Linked DNA regions of Mus musculus: region 2 is linked to region 1. A link is a contact called in public promoter capture Hi-C data. All regions are on one chromosome and are shown on one strand. Each heading gives the region's core, a stretch centred on a gene start, on an enhancer-like site or on the middle of the called end of the contact. The rest is flanking DNA. Distances are from core to core; before and after follow the strand shown. Region 1 holds the start of 4930579G18Rik (RIKEN cDNA 4930579G18 gene). Region 2 holds the start of Ngdn (neuroguidin, EIF4E binding protein).

The links. Capture Hi-C pulls out chosen DNA fragments and counts their contacts.
Region 2: a contact with region 1 is called in a promoter capture Hi-C map of liver. The contact joins the promoter of Ngdn here to the promoter of 4930579G18Rik in region 1. A contact is called at or near these places in 7 of 39 promoter capture datasets (the 3T3-L1 cell line, 3T3-L1-derived adipocytes, hippocampal neurons and 3 more), 5 of 484 Hi-C or Micro-C datasets (the Ba/F3 cell line, the G1E-ER4 cell line, cerebellum and 1 more), 1 of 115 datasets of contacts at active chromatin or transcription factors (memory CD8 T cells) and 3 of 9 other capture datasets (adipose tissue, liver and pancreatic islet).

What each region holds. Positions count from the first base shown.
Region 1 is chr14:54,646,203-54,652,667 of GRCm38.p6, reverse strand. 4930579G18Rik (RIKEN cDNA 4930579G18 gene) reads right to left here and starts at 2,157. Exons shown (of 6, transcript NR_038053.1): 1 at 2,120-2,157; 2 at 1,400-1,603; 3 at 854-928. It overlaps Acin1 (apoptotic chromatin condensation inducer 1), which reads left to right. Exons shown (of 19, transcript NM_023190.3): 9 at 810-951; 10 at 4,538-4,580; 11 at 5,832-5,965; 12 at 6,065-6,217.
Region 2 is chr14:55,010,706-55,016,873 of GRCm38.p6, reverse strand. Ngdn (neuroguidin, EIF4E binding protein) reads right to left here and starts at 1,420. Exons shown (of 11, transcript NM_026890.2): 1 at 1,286-1,420; 2 at 646-705. The coding sequence starts at 1,297.

The DNA.
Region 1 (6,465 bases), core at 908-3,407:
ATGGAGTCTCTGGATTTCTTTGTCTGAAGTGAGTGCTAACTTGTGAGCGAGTGGGTTCCATGTTTTGGGGGAGTTGTCTGGTGTGGAGGAGGGTATTACTGACTTGGGAGGCCTGCTCTCTTTATCTCTTGGAAGTTGGAATGAGCAATGGGAGTGACTGGGTAAGAGTCAAATGTAAGAACAGTCTCTGCTCTGAGCAGGTGACAGCCATTCCTCAGGTTTTCCTAGGGTGAGAGAGAAGTGGGCACCCTTACCAGCCCCATCCTCACTCTTACTGGTCCTGGTGTCTGGAGGCCCTGTGGATCACCGGGCACTTACTAATTAACAGTTGATTGGACACAAGGTCGGGGTCATTGGCTACACCTATGCCCTTTCCAAAGTCTTGGGTTTTTTAGCTTTTTTGTTTTTTTATAAAGGAAGTGGGCTTCCTTTAGGTTCTTGGTAAATTAAAGATGCCTTAACTAGTGAGTAGAGAGGCTATAGCCTTCTAGACAAATTGAGGTCACTTTTGAAGGACTTTTCAGAGGAGACTGTTGGTTTCGTGCAAGAGAGCTGTGAAGTGAGTGTCTAAGAACTCTGAGTGCTGGGAACCCCACATAAAGGCCCCATCTGGTACTGAGTGGCCATGACCACTGTAATTTGTGCTTTTTCCCTAAAGAAAGCATTCCCACTTTCCCATGGGAAAGTTCTAGTCTGATCCCGCCCAAGTAAGGAGCCATTGGGATTTTATGTCCACAAAGCTAACATCTTGCTCTCTCTTCCCCTTCACTCTCTCCTACCCTTTCCTTCAATCTCTTCCATCCTGTCAGTGAAGAGAAGGAGGAAGTGACCATGGACACCAGTGAAAACAGACCTGAAAATGAGGTGCCTGAGCCTCCTCTGCCTGTTGCAGACCAAGTCAGCAATGATGAGCGCCCAGAGGGTGGTGCTGAAGAAGAGGAAAAGAAAGAGGTAACTAGCCAAGCCACCTGTTGGGGAGGGTGGGCCGAGCGTGGGCCTAGGGAGAATAGACCATCTCAGCCATCCCTCTTACACAGTGGGATGACCTAAAGGGGATAAGGCTATCCTTGGATCAGGATAGGGCAAGGGAGAATTCGCTGGTTTAGCAAGGGATGCCCCTTGTGATAACAGACAAGGTCTTTGATTTCCTTTCCCTACATGAAGCAGTGATATAGACCAGGCTCCTAATTTGGAAGTCTGTTAATGGCCCTTTTTTTTAGAGAGAGAGGGGGGAGAGGGAGGCGAGGGAGAGAGAGAGGAGAGAGAGAGAAAAACCAAAAAACCCAAGTGCAGCTTTCTTGCTGCTGAAGCTTCTGTGAAGCTAACTCCTTGAGCTTTCCCTCCTTTTTAAAAGCTTAATGGCACTTGTCGCCACCTAGTGGGGCTTTGGGTCTCTTACCGAGTCAGCCATGCTGAGGAATTTTTGTTGCTCTTCTGCCCCCCAGTGGTCTAATTACGGAAGTGTAGCTTCTTAGAAATCCAAGGGGTGAACCACAAGGCCCTCTTAGGTTTTGTTTTGTTTTGTTGGCACAAATATTACCACTTTTTCCTATACCCAGTTCAAGAGGCTTCCCCCATTGGAGCCAGCGAGGTCTTCTTGACCCTTAAAGAAATAGAATTAGCTGGGTTTGGGAGTGGTATTATTACAGGGTGGGAGGGGCTGTTGTGTGTGTAGCCTTTCTCTGGTGTGTGTTGCGGGGGTGGGGGCCGGTGAAAGTGATTTGATGTGCAGAATATTATTTATTACAAGGTCCTTCTTCCCCGTAAAACTTTGTCCAAGTACCTCATGTACGGTAATCCGCCCGTAAAATATAACCCTGCCCAACTGGCCAATCGCTGATGCCGCCTCTACCTCTGGACCCACCCGCTGCTACCGAGCCGCCCAATCAGAGCCGAGTGTGCTCCCGGTGTCTTGGCCAGAGGGGCGTGTCTGTGGGCGTCTGTGATGGGCCCCGCCTCCCTTCTTGCTTACATCGGGGCTGAGACGAGCACTGTTCTGGAGAGACTTGTACTGAGAACAAGAAGCATTTGGAAAGGGGTGGACTTGAATCATCGCCCTACTCGGGACACCCCAAGAAGAGTTGTGCCAGTGCTGGGGTGCCTGCCCACATGCCCTTACCTGTCAGAGACTGTGGGTTGCCTTGTTTGCTACAGACTGTTGGGATCCCCATCTAGGGACCAAGAAACCTAAGAGAGTCAGATGTTTATGACGACAGTGCCGAGCTGTAAACACTTGAGTGGGGCCGGTGGCCTAAGCTTTGTTGACTAGAAACCCTGCAGAGAAGTCTGGGGGTCTGTACCCAGGGGCTTAAAGCTGATGGCAGCCCAGCCCGCGTGTCACCACTTGCTCTTCAGATGGACTTTCCTTTGGTCCCTGCTGTCCATGGTGAAGGGCAGCATCGTGTCGGTCGCTTCAGCTTCTCCTCCATCCCTGGAGGCAGGGACTCACTCACCCACCCAACCGGAACCACTGTCTCAGCTGCAGTCCCTGAGGAGGTGCCAACGACAAACCGGAAGACATACTCTGAGCTTGCTGCTGAATGTGTACCAGGTCCTGGGGAAATTGACTACTGCCACCCCCGGGCTACCTTCATCAGAGGCTCCATGATCCTGCTCGGTGACAGGACCTCTCCCCAGTTACACTCAGAGGAGGAAGGGACTTTGGAGTTGTCACCTGGATCCCAAGTGTTGGCTAGTGGCACTGCTGCAGCTTGTCACTGGTGGACATAGGGTCCTGCCTGCCTCATGAAAGAAAGGCAAGGAGCATTCCTGCCGCTCACAGGCCGCTTGCTCATTCATCAGGGACTGCAAGATGATGCCCTACAGGGCCAGGACTGATGCTCTGCCCCCATTCCCCCCTCTGCCCCTCGCTGAGGCTGGCCATCGCCAGTGAACTGTTTTGACATCTTGGAAACTGGGCAGCGTCCCCCCACACGATTCCCTCCCGCCCCCCCTGCGCCCCTGGGAGGACTCTGGCAGTGCCACGCTGACTACCACGCCGTGCGCCCACCTTTTTTGCCAACCCAACCCCCCACCAATTGCACAGCGCCTAGCAGGGAGGGCTCATTCTGATTGGACGGCGGTTGACTAGATACAGTACACAGTGAGGTGCGATTGGCTGAACTGAAGATCCCAGGTGTGAGATGGTACCTGGAACATTTGTCATATTCCTAGTTTATTCTTTTATTTTCTACCTCTTCTTTAATCTTTTATTTTTATAATTTATTTTTTTATTTCTTTGTTGGGTTTATTTATTTGGTTCGTGTTTTTCTTGTTTTAATTAAGTTATTTTGTTTAATTGGTTTTTTGGGTTCTTTTATTTTCTTTCTTTTTTGTTTTTTTTTGTTTGTTTGTTTGTTTTTTTGGTTTTTATTTATTTCCTTTTCTCACTAACTTACCCATCGTGAGCAACCTAGCTAGGGGTCAGGCTGGCTCTTAACACAGACCAAGGAGACTTGGTTAGATGACACAGGTGGGGCTGGGGGTGGGAGGGGAAAGGAGATTAAGGGGGTCCTGCCCTACCCGTTAGAAGGGTGGTAGGGTGGTCTTAGTTTTTCCAGAAATAAGCACCTATAAAAGTGCCCCTGCTCTGTCTGTAGTGTCACTCCACTGTGTGTCTGGAAAGAGGCTTGCCCAAATCTGTCTTGTGGGATTTGTTTTGGTTTTGGTCCTTAGCCAGAGCCCCTGCATTTGAGCCCTGTTTGAAGGGGGAGCGTTAAGGCTCTGCTGGAGTAAGGGTGGTGGTTGGGGAGGCCGAGGCTTTCCCTGGAGCAGCTGGCCTTTACCAGAGCCTCCTTAGACAAGAGATCCTTGTAAATTCTCTCTGCTACCTGCCCTTCATCTGCAGTGAACCTTGTATAATTCTTTTCCTTGGTGTTGCTCTGAGTGGTCTTCAAGTGTCCCACCTCCTGTCAAGATGTCAGGCTGGGAGCTGAGTACAGGAAGCTTGTTGAAGTTGCCATCTCAAGAGTGGGTTTTTCTCGTATCTTTCAAATTGGCAAGGAAGGACTTAGGAGGACCCAGTTACCTGGGTCTGGGCATAGCTCGCTGGGTTTCGTGTCCTCATCCCTTAGATACAGTTGAGAGCATGATCAGCAACTTAAAAGGGCTGACGGAGCCGGACATGGTGGCTCATGTCTGTAATCCCAGTGCTTGGGAGGCTGAGGCAGGAGGATCACCAAAAGTTTGATGATGTAGCCTAAGCTACAAAGTGAGACCCTGTTTCAAAAAACCCAAAAACTACTTAAGTAGCTGGAGGTTATTAAGCCCCTCCCCATCTTATTTCTGGTAAAGCTAATACACTGGTGTGAGGTGACATAGATGACCTTCCCCGTGACGTTTGGTTTAATTTTCCTCTAACTTGCATTGATTCTGCTTCGTTTTTTGCCGTTTGCTGCTTCTGTTTTGGTCTCTATCTGTCAGTGTCTCTCTCTCTCTGTCTCTGTGTGTCTTTGGCATTTATGCTAAGATTGCCTGATTTAACCTCCTCCCCCTCTCTGTGGGGTGTCTCTCTCTCTTCCTTATCTTCTCCATACAGAGTTCGATGCCCAAGTCATTCAAGAGGAAAATCTCCGTTGTCTGTAAGTCTAGCCCCAAATCCCTGGTAGAAGTCATAAAAACTGCACAGATGATTAGCATTCATTTCCTCCCAGTATCAGTCTTAGGGTGCAGTTCTCCCTCCACCTAGTGAGACTCTGCTCTCCCTACACATGGAGAATCTGGGTGGTTTTCATTTTAACCAGTCCTGTTTCTCCAGCTCTGTGTGTGTGTGTGTGTGTGTGTGTGTGTGTGTGTGTGTGTGTGTGTGTGTGTGTGTGTGTGTGTGCGCGCGCGCACGCGCGTGTGCTTGCGCGCGTTACTGAGGATTGGACCTACAGCCTTGCACATGCTAGGCACACAATGCCACATCAGTTTCCCCAACTCCAAAGTACCTTTTAAGGAGAGCATTGTACCTCAGACCATTTTCAATCTATTCTCTTGTTATTACTTATTTTTGAGACAAGGTTTCTGCTGTGTAGACCAGGCTGACTAAAAACTGAATCCTGCTACATCCTCTCAAGTAGCTGGGATTACAGGCGTGTGCTACACGCCCAACTTAGAGGAATGCATCCTTTCTGGTATCTGACCTTGAATTTGAAGTTAGAGAGATGCCTGTGTGATGCTTTCCATTTTTAAGATTTATTTATTATATATACAGCGTTCTGCCTGCATGAATGCCTGCAGGCCAGAAGAGGGCACCAGATCACATTATAAATGGTTGTGAGCTACCATGTGGTTGTTAGGAATTGAACTCAGGACCTCTGGAAGAACATTCAGTGCTCTTAATCTGTAAGCCCTCCTGACAGTAAACATGCAATTGTTGCCCACTGAGGAACTTGGGCAGTGGTAGTTTGGTGGTAGATTTGTTTTCTGGCTGCTCTGAAATTTGTTGTGTAGGCCAGGCTGGTCTTGAATTCAGAGATTTCCCCCTCATTTTCAAGTGCTGGGATTAAAGGTGTGTACCACCATGTGCAGACACCCAGTAAGGAGCACATGGTCTTACAGTGTAGTCACGTGTTCGTCTGGCTCTCCTGCACTTAAGTCTGAAGTGCTCCTCCAACTGCTTACCCGCCTTCTCCTTTCTGTGCGCAAATAGTTCCCAGCCATAATAAAGATACAACATCAGTTTTGTTCACTCTTTAAGCCTTAGTTTCCCAATCTCCACTCCCCCAATCTTTTCTTACGTTAACCTTTTACTTAAACTGCAGCCAAAAGCAACATATGAGTGTTACGGTGTGAGCTAGTTAGGAACCTAGACCATCTAACTGTTGGGTCCTATTTTTTGGGGACAGCAGCTACCAAGGGGGTGCAAGCTGGAAACAGTGACACAGAGGGGGGCCAGCCTGGCCGAAAACGCCGTTGGGGAGCCAGCACTGCCGCGACACAGAAGAAACCGTCCATCAGTATCACCACTGAGTCACTCAAGGTGAGGTGGGCGGAGCCAGGGAAGGGAGGGTAAGAAATGTTCAGGTGGGAGTAGACATGGGCCCAGTGTAACGGGGTAGCGGGGGTGTCTGTGTCCCAGAGCCTCATCCCCGACATCAAACCCCTGGCGGGGCAGGAGGCTGTTGTGGATCTTCATGCCGATGACTCCCGAATCTCTGAGGATGAGACAGAGCGTAATGGCGACGATGGGACCCATGACAAGGGACTGAAGATATGCCGGACAGTCACTCAGGTAACCCCGTGTGCTGTGCCCAGCATCGGGTGAGGCAGTGGGCAACGGCGGACAGCGGAGGAGCTGAGGTAATGTTCTGGAAGGGAACTCTTATGCCAAGGGCCGGATTACGTCAAACACTGCTAGTTGCAAAAGAGGTTTTATTAGAACCAAGCTATAGCAATTTGTGTGCTCTTGTTTCAGCAGCTTGTACCACAGAACCAGAATTGAAAACTAAAGTTGATAAAGCCTCATATAACATCTTGCCT
Region 2 (6,168 bases), core at 171-2,670, 360 kb before region 1:
GAGGGAGGGGGTCATTAAGAAACCAAGTGAAGGGGGTGAGGAGCCCGACAGTGGCGATGAGGGCTGTGACTTTTGTTGTTTGTGGGGTTGTTTTTGTTTTTTGAGATAGGGTTTGTCTATGAAGCCCAGGTTGTTCTGGAACTCACTATACACTCCAAGCTGACCTTGAACTCACAGAGATCCACCTGCCTCTGCCTCCTAAGTGCTGGGTTTAAAGGTGTGCACCATAAACAGGCCAAGGAGTGTAATTTTATCTGTACCACTAGAACTTACTATGTAAATGCATATTAAGTGGCACTTATAGCCACTATTTTGACAGATTGTCAACATCTGTTTTCTTAGTTATTATTTAAATAAAGGAGTTTGGGTATAACTTAAAAAAAGTTTTCTGGGGGGTGGCTGCAATCGGAATGTAAAGTGACTAAATAAAATAAATAAATAAGTAAGTGAATGGGGGAAAAACAGCTTTCTGTATTTCTTTGGGAGCTGAATGAATTATTTTGAACTTTCATGAAGCGCATATAAGGCTTTTATTTTACACCTAAGATAATTTTGTAGTATTCGAATCATCAAAGTGTGTGGATGAGACTTATGAAGTCAAAGTTAATCCCTGACTGATTTATTCTAAAAGACATACATACTCACCTGCTCCTGGAGGTTTTTCAAAAGTGTTATCGAACTTGACACGTCTGACTCCAGCACCTCCTACAGATAGGAGGGGACAGTTAAAGGTGATCAATTTCTTACTTTAGGCGATGATGATTGCAGAACGTACTGCCTATCAAACTCCCTCCTTTCCTTCAAAACAGTCGCGACTTTTGGGTCGTTTTCCCCCCGCACAGGGGCAGGCAGCCTCGGCACACAGCCAGTCTCCTCCCACCACACCCCCCCCAATTTACTGGAAAAGACCGGAGATTTCATCGCCAAACTTTACGGCTGCCTTTGCCCCAGCCACATTGTACATGTGACGCTAGCTCTGCTCGGAACATTGTCCCACCTTAAGGCCGGGTCACCGCCCGCCATGGTCACGAGACTCTCCCTACAAAGCTCATTCTGAAGAGTAATTTGGGGTTAGCCTCCTGTCCGGAACCAGCCAACCTGCAGCGTCTGACCCTCCCTCTCATCTGACATACGATACCGCTGTGTCAGAGTGAGCGCATCCCTGAGACAACTCTCATCACTCTCATCATCCATGGTGCCAACGGTTTGCCTCGATCCGTGGAGGCGAAAGGAAACTTTCACAGATTCCTTCCTTTCCGGGAAGAAGCAAGGAGACAGAACTCACCGGAGCCGCCATCTTCGCAAAGCCCACCCTTTCCGGGCCCGAACTTCCTAGGAGCTAGCGTGAGTTCATAGTTTTGATAGACAATCACAGTTTGCAAATTTCAGCCAATGGAAGTAAGAGATCTTTCATTTCCGCTAATCGGAGAGGCGGGACCTCACCTAGCCAATGAAATAAAGAAACTCCCTGAATGTGTCAAACGCAGAGGCGTTCTTAAGGCGTAAAGGTGGGCGGGGACAGAAGCATGTGATTCGTGATTTACAGAGAATGATGGATGCTAATTCCAATAAATATTGTGCAGATTATTGATTGACAGCTAGTGCAACCAGTAGAAAAAAGAAATTAGTTATGCAGCCCGAGAGCTCATTGGCTCCCAGATGCCGCAGAGACAGTCTTTCCACGGCGTTTTCCGTGTAGTGCCAAAACAGACCGCAGGGTGGCGGCTTCCGTCCGTTCTCTGATGCGGCAGGGTTGCTGGGCCGCCATTGGCCCCAGGACTTCCAAGTGCGCCTTTCCTGGTTCTGTGACTGTCCTTGAACAACAGTGGAGCCCTTTTCATCCGTAATTTGGATGGTTGGGATGGAGGAGCGGGAACCCAAGGTTCAGAAACCGTCGGCCGCATCACCGGCCAACCCTCCCCGTGCACGCCTAGGACTCTGCGCAAAGGCCGCATTGCGCCCTGCATTCCTCTCGAGGGAAAAATCGACAGGCGAGGAACCGGCTCAACCTGCGTGCCTTTCTCACTGCTCCACTCGTCCACCGCAGAACGTGGTTAAAACCCTGGCTGTGCATATTTCCTTTGTCCCCGTCATCTTTTCTCAGTATCTTCCAACACGCCCACTCCCTCGCCTCTCACGGGCTGGAGGATTAGGTGGGAGTTATAACTCCCACTCTCCGTCTGCATTACACAATACAGCGCTAGAAAGGTCCTCCTGGCTCGGAGTTTCCTCGCGCAACAGAAGAGCAGACCTGAGCCGGGAAATCCAAAGTGTAGCTTTGGCCTTTAATCCCAGATCTCTTTAGTCAAGAGACAAGCAGAGCTCCATGAGTTTCAAGCCAGTCTGGTCTACATTGTGAGATCCCATCTCAATAAACAAAATGAAAACGGGGCTGGAGCGATGGCTCAGTCAGTGGCCAAGAGCACATATTATTCTTGCAGATGACCAACGTTCCATTCCCAGCACCCAGACAAGACAGCTCACAACTACCTTTAACTCCAGCCCCAGGGGAATTTTAGTTCCTTCTGACTTCCCTATATACAGACATAGGCATACATAAAAGTGATTGTTTTTTTGTTTTTTGTTTTTTGTTTTTTTTTTTTAAGCAAAAAAGAGTAATCCTTTTTCTATCTTGAATTCTGGGTGAAACATTCTAGTTTCTACCTATTTGGGAACTACATAAAATGGGACAGAGGGTTTGCCTGTGATATTTATTTGCTGTTTAAGGTTCATTGGGAGGCGCAGAGCACTGTAAGAACCTACAAGAGTTTTGGTATTTTTCTGTCTTTTAAAAAAAAAAGTTTATTTATTATATGTGTGCGGCACGCTTGTGAAGATCAAATGGGAGTTGGATCTCCTTCCACTATGTGAGTCCTGGAAATAGAACTCAGTTGGTCAGCCTAGTGGGCAAGCGCCTTGACCTGGAGCCATCTTGTCAGCACTTTTCATGTATTTATTAGGATTTTCTTGTGAAACTTCTGTTTTAACACTATTTTTTGGAACTTGAAGTTTGTCATATGTGTTATAGACAAACGATTACAATATCTGAGAAAATAAATAATACTTCCTTTTAAAGAAAAGATTTATTTATTTTATGTATTGAGTACGCTGTCACTGCCTTCAGACACACCAGAAGAGGGCATCAGGTCCCATTACAGATGGTTGTGAGCCACCACGTGGTTGCTGGGAATTGAACTCAGGGCATCTGGAAGAGCAGTCAGTGCTCTTAACTGCTGGTACTGCCTTATTTTTTTTTTATCATTAAAATACCAATAACCTTGGCGAGATGGCTCAGCTGTTAAGAGCACTGGTTGCTCTTCCAGAGGTCCTCAGTTCAGTTCCCAGCACCCATGGCAGCTCACAACTGTCTGTAACTCCAGTTCCAGGGGATCTGACACCCTCATACAAATCCATAGTAGATAAAGTTAAAAAAAAATGAAGAAGGGGAAAAAATTAAAAATACCAATCACCTTGTATGTTACAAGAAATATGAGAGCTAACAATGCAATAAATCTTTCTAAAGTTATTTCAGATTCAGCCAGCAATCAAGAACACAAGAGCATTAAATTTGTCTGTTTTGTCTTTTGTTGTTTTCAACAGCTCCAGATGCTGCTGAGCACTCAGCACATTTACAAGTATACACTGAGCAAAGATAAAACTTTTTTAGGAATACAAATTTAATTGCAGTTTTAATTATTAACATTTAGCATTTTTGAAAGTTTCATGAGTACATATTTACATGATTTCACCCCCTATTCTCCCTCCTCCAACTGCTCCTGTGGCCTCTCTCTATCTCAACATCATGATTTCTTCTTGTTTCACACACACACACACACACACACACACACACACACACACACACACACATGCAGGCAGGTAGATAAGTAGATTTGTCTAAATAAATGCAATGTGCTGAGTCTATTCAGTGTTGCTTATGTGTTTAGGGATATATATTGTGCTGGTTCGTTTTTTTGTCGATGTGACACATAGGGTTACCTGGAAAGAGGGAACCTCAATTGAGAAAATGCCTTCATAAGATCGGCCTGTACACAAGTCTGAATAATGATAGATGTGGCATTTACCAAGTGGTCCTGGCTTATATAAGAAAATGAGATGAACAAGCCATGGATGGAGCCGGTCAGCATCAGTCCTCCATATTTTCTGTTCTAGTTCCTGCTGTCAGGTTCCTGTCCTAATTTCCCTCAGTGATGCAGTGTGATCTTAGAGTGGTAAGATGAAATAAACTATTTCTTCCCCGAGTTGCTGTTGGTCAGGCTGTGCATCACAGCAACAGGAAGCAAACTAGAGCTTATGTGTTTAGGGATGGGCACTCGGGTTGCATAACCAATCGGGGCACATCCCTGGAAAAATTGGATTCTCCCTTTCTTAGCAGCAAATGGCAATAGTGTTGTCATTGTGCTGGCCTTGTTTAGACAACCGTATTGTTAAGATTTCATGGGTGCAGTGACCTGTCGTGGAGAAGGCACTATCCTCTAGCAAATGTCCCAGTCCTCTGGCCCTTACAATTTTTCTACCCTGTGCAGGCTAGTATTATGTCAACTTAGCACAGGCTACAGTCATCTGAAAGAAGGGAACTTCAGTTGAGAAAATGCCTCCATAAGATCCAGCTGCAGGGCATTCTCTTAATTAGTGATTGATGTGGGAGAGCCCCATCCATCGTGGGTGGTGCCATCCTTGGGCTGGTGGTCCTGGGTTCTGTAAGAAAACAGGTTGAGTATGCTATGAGGAGCAAGCCAGTAAGCAGCATCCTCCATGATCTCTGTATGAATTCCTGCCTCCAGGTTCCTGCCCTGTGTGAGTTCCTGTCCTGACTTCTCCAGCAATGGATTGTGATGTGAAAGTGTAAGCCAAGAATAAATAAATAAATAAATAAATAAATAAATAAATAAATAAACGTTTTCTCCCCAACTTGCTTTGGCTATGGTGTTTCATCATAACAACAGTAATCCAAACGAAGACACACATCCTCTTCCCTCTGCTCCCTGAGCCTTGGGCGTAGCAGTTGAGTTGTAGATGTATCAGTTAGGATGGGGACCCCACAGTTGTTCTCTGTGTTTAAAAAAAATGATTATTTTTAATTTTAGAAATGGGTTGATTCTATATTGCTCAAGCAGGGCTCAAGTTCCTGGGCTCATGGTGAAGTCTTAAATTAAAATCATTTCCTTATGAATTTGGGAGCAAGAAGAAGCCCAGAATAGTATTAATTAGGTATTATCTTAAATCTCTAAAGCTAAAGAAGAGTCTGTCCAAGTTTTGAAATTTTGAATCAGTTAAACTCTGACATCATTAGAAACGTCCTGAATCTTATAGTGACTTTTTGATGACTTACACTCAAGATCTTTAAATACACACACACACACACACACACACACACACACACACACACACACACACACACACACACACACAGTATATATACTATGGGTAATATATACTATATATATATATCATGTGTGTATGCAGTATGCTTATGGATGCATGTTTGTCTGTGTGCCACATCTTTGCCTGATCCCTGAGGCGGCCAAAAGAGGGCGCCAGATTCACTGGAACTGGAGTTAGGAACAGTTGTGAAGCTGCCTTGTGTGTGTAAAGCAGTGCATGCTAAGGGCTGAGCCATCTCCTCAACCCAGAGTCTGCCTTTTTCATTCCTGCTCCGCTCCCTCGCCTCACTTTTTTTTTGAGACAGGATCTTAAATGTATCTCTGAAACTCACTAAGTAGACCAGGCTGGCCTTGAACTCACAGAGATCCACCTGCTTCTGCTTCCCGAATGCTGGGACTAAAGGTGTGTGCCACCACATGTGACTTCAGTTCTTTCAATTAAAAAAGAAAATCTCTTTTTAGTCTTCTCACAATTTTCTGATAGAATTTCTGTAACTGAAATAGTCTCCTGTTTTTCTTTGTTTTATTGTTTGAGATTTGGTCATATCATAGCCCAGGCTGGCTTTGAGCTCCTGATCCTGTTAACTCAGTCTCCTGAGTATATAGGCATATAATCCCACAACAAGCCAGCTCTAAATACCTGTCTGGGGCTGGAGAGATGGCTCAGTGGGTAAGAGCACTAACTGCTTTTGTGAAGATCCTGAGTTCAAATCCCAGCAACCACATGGTGGCTCACAACCACCTGTAGTGAGATCTGACGCCCTCT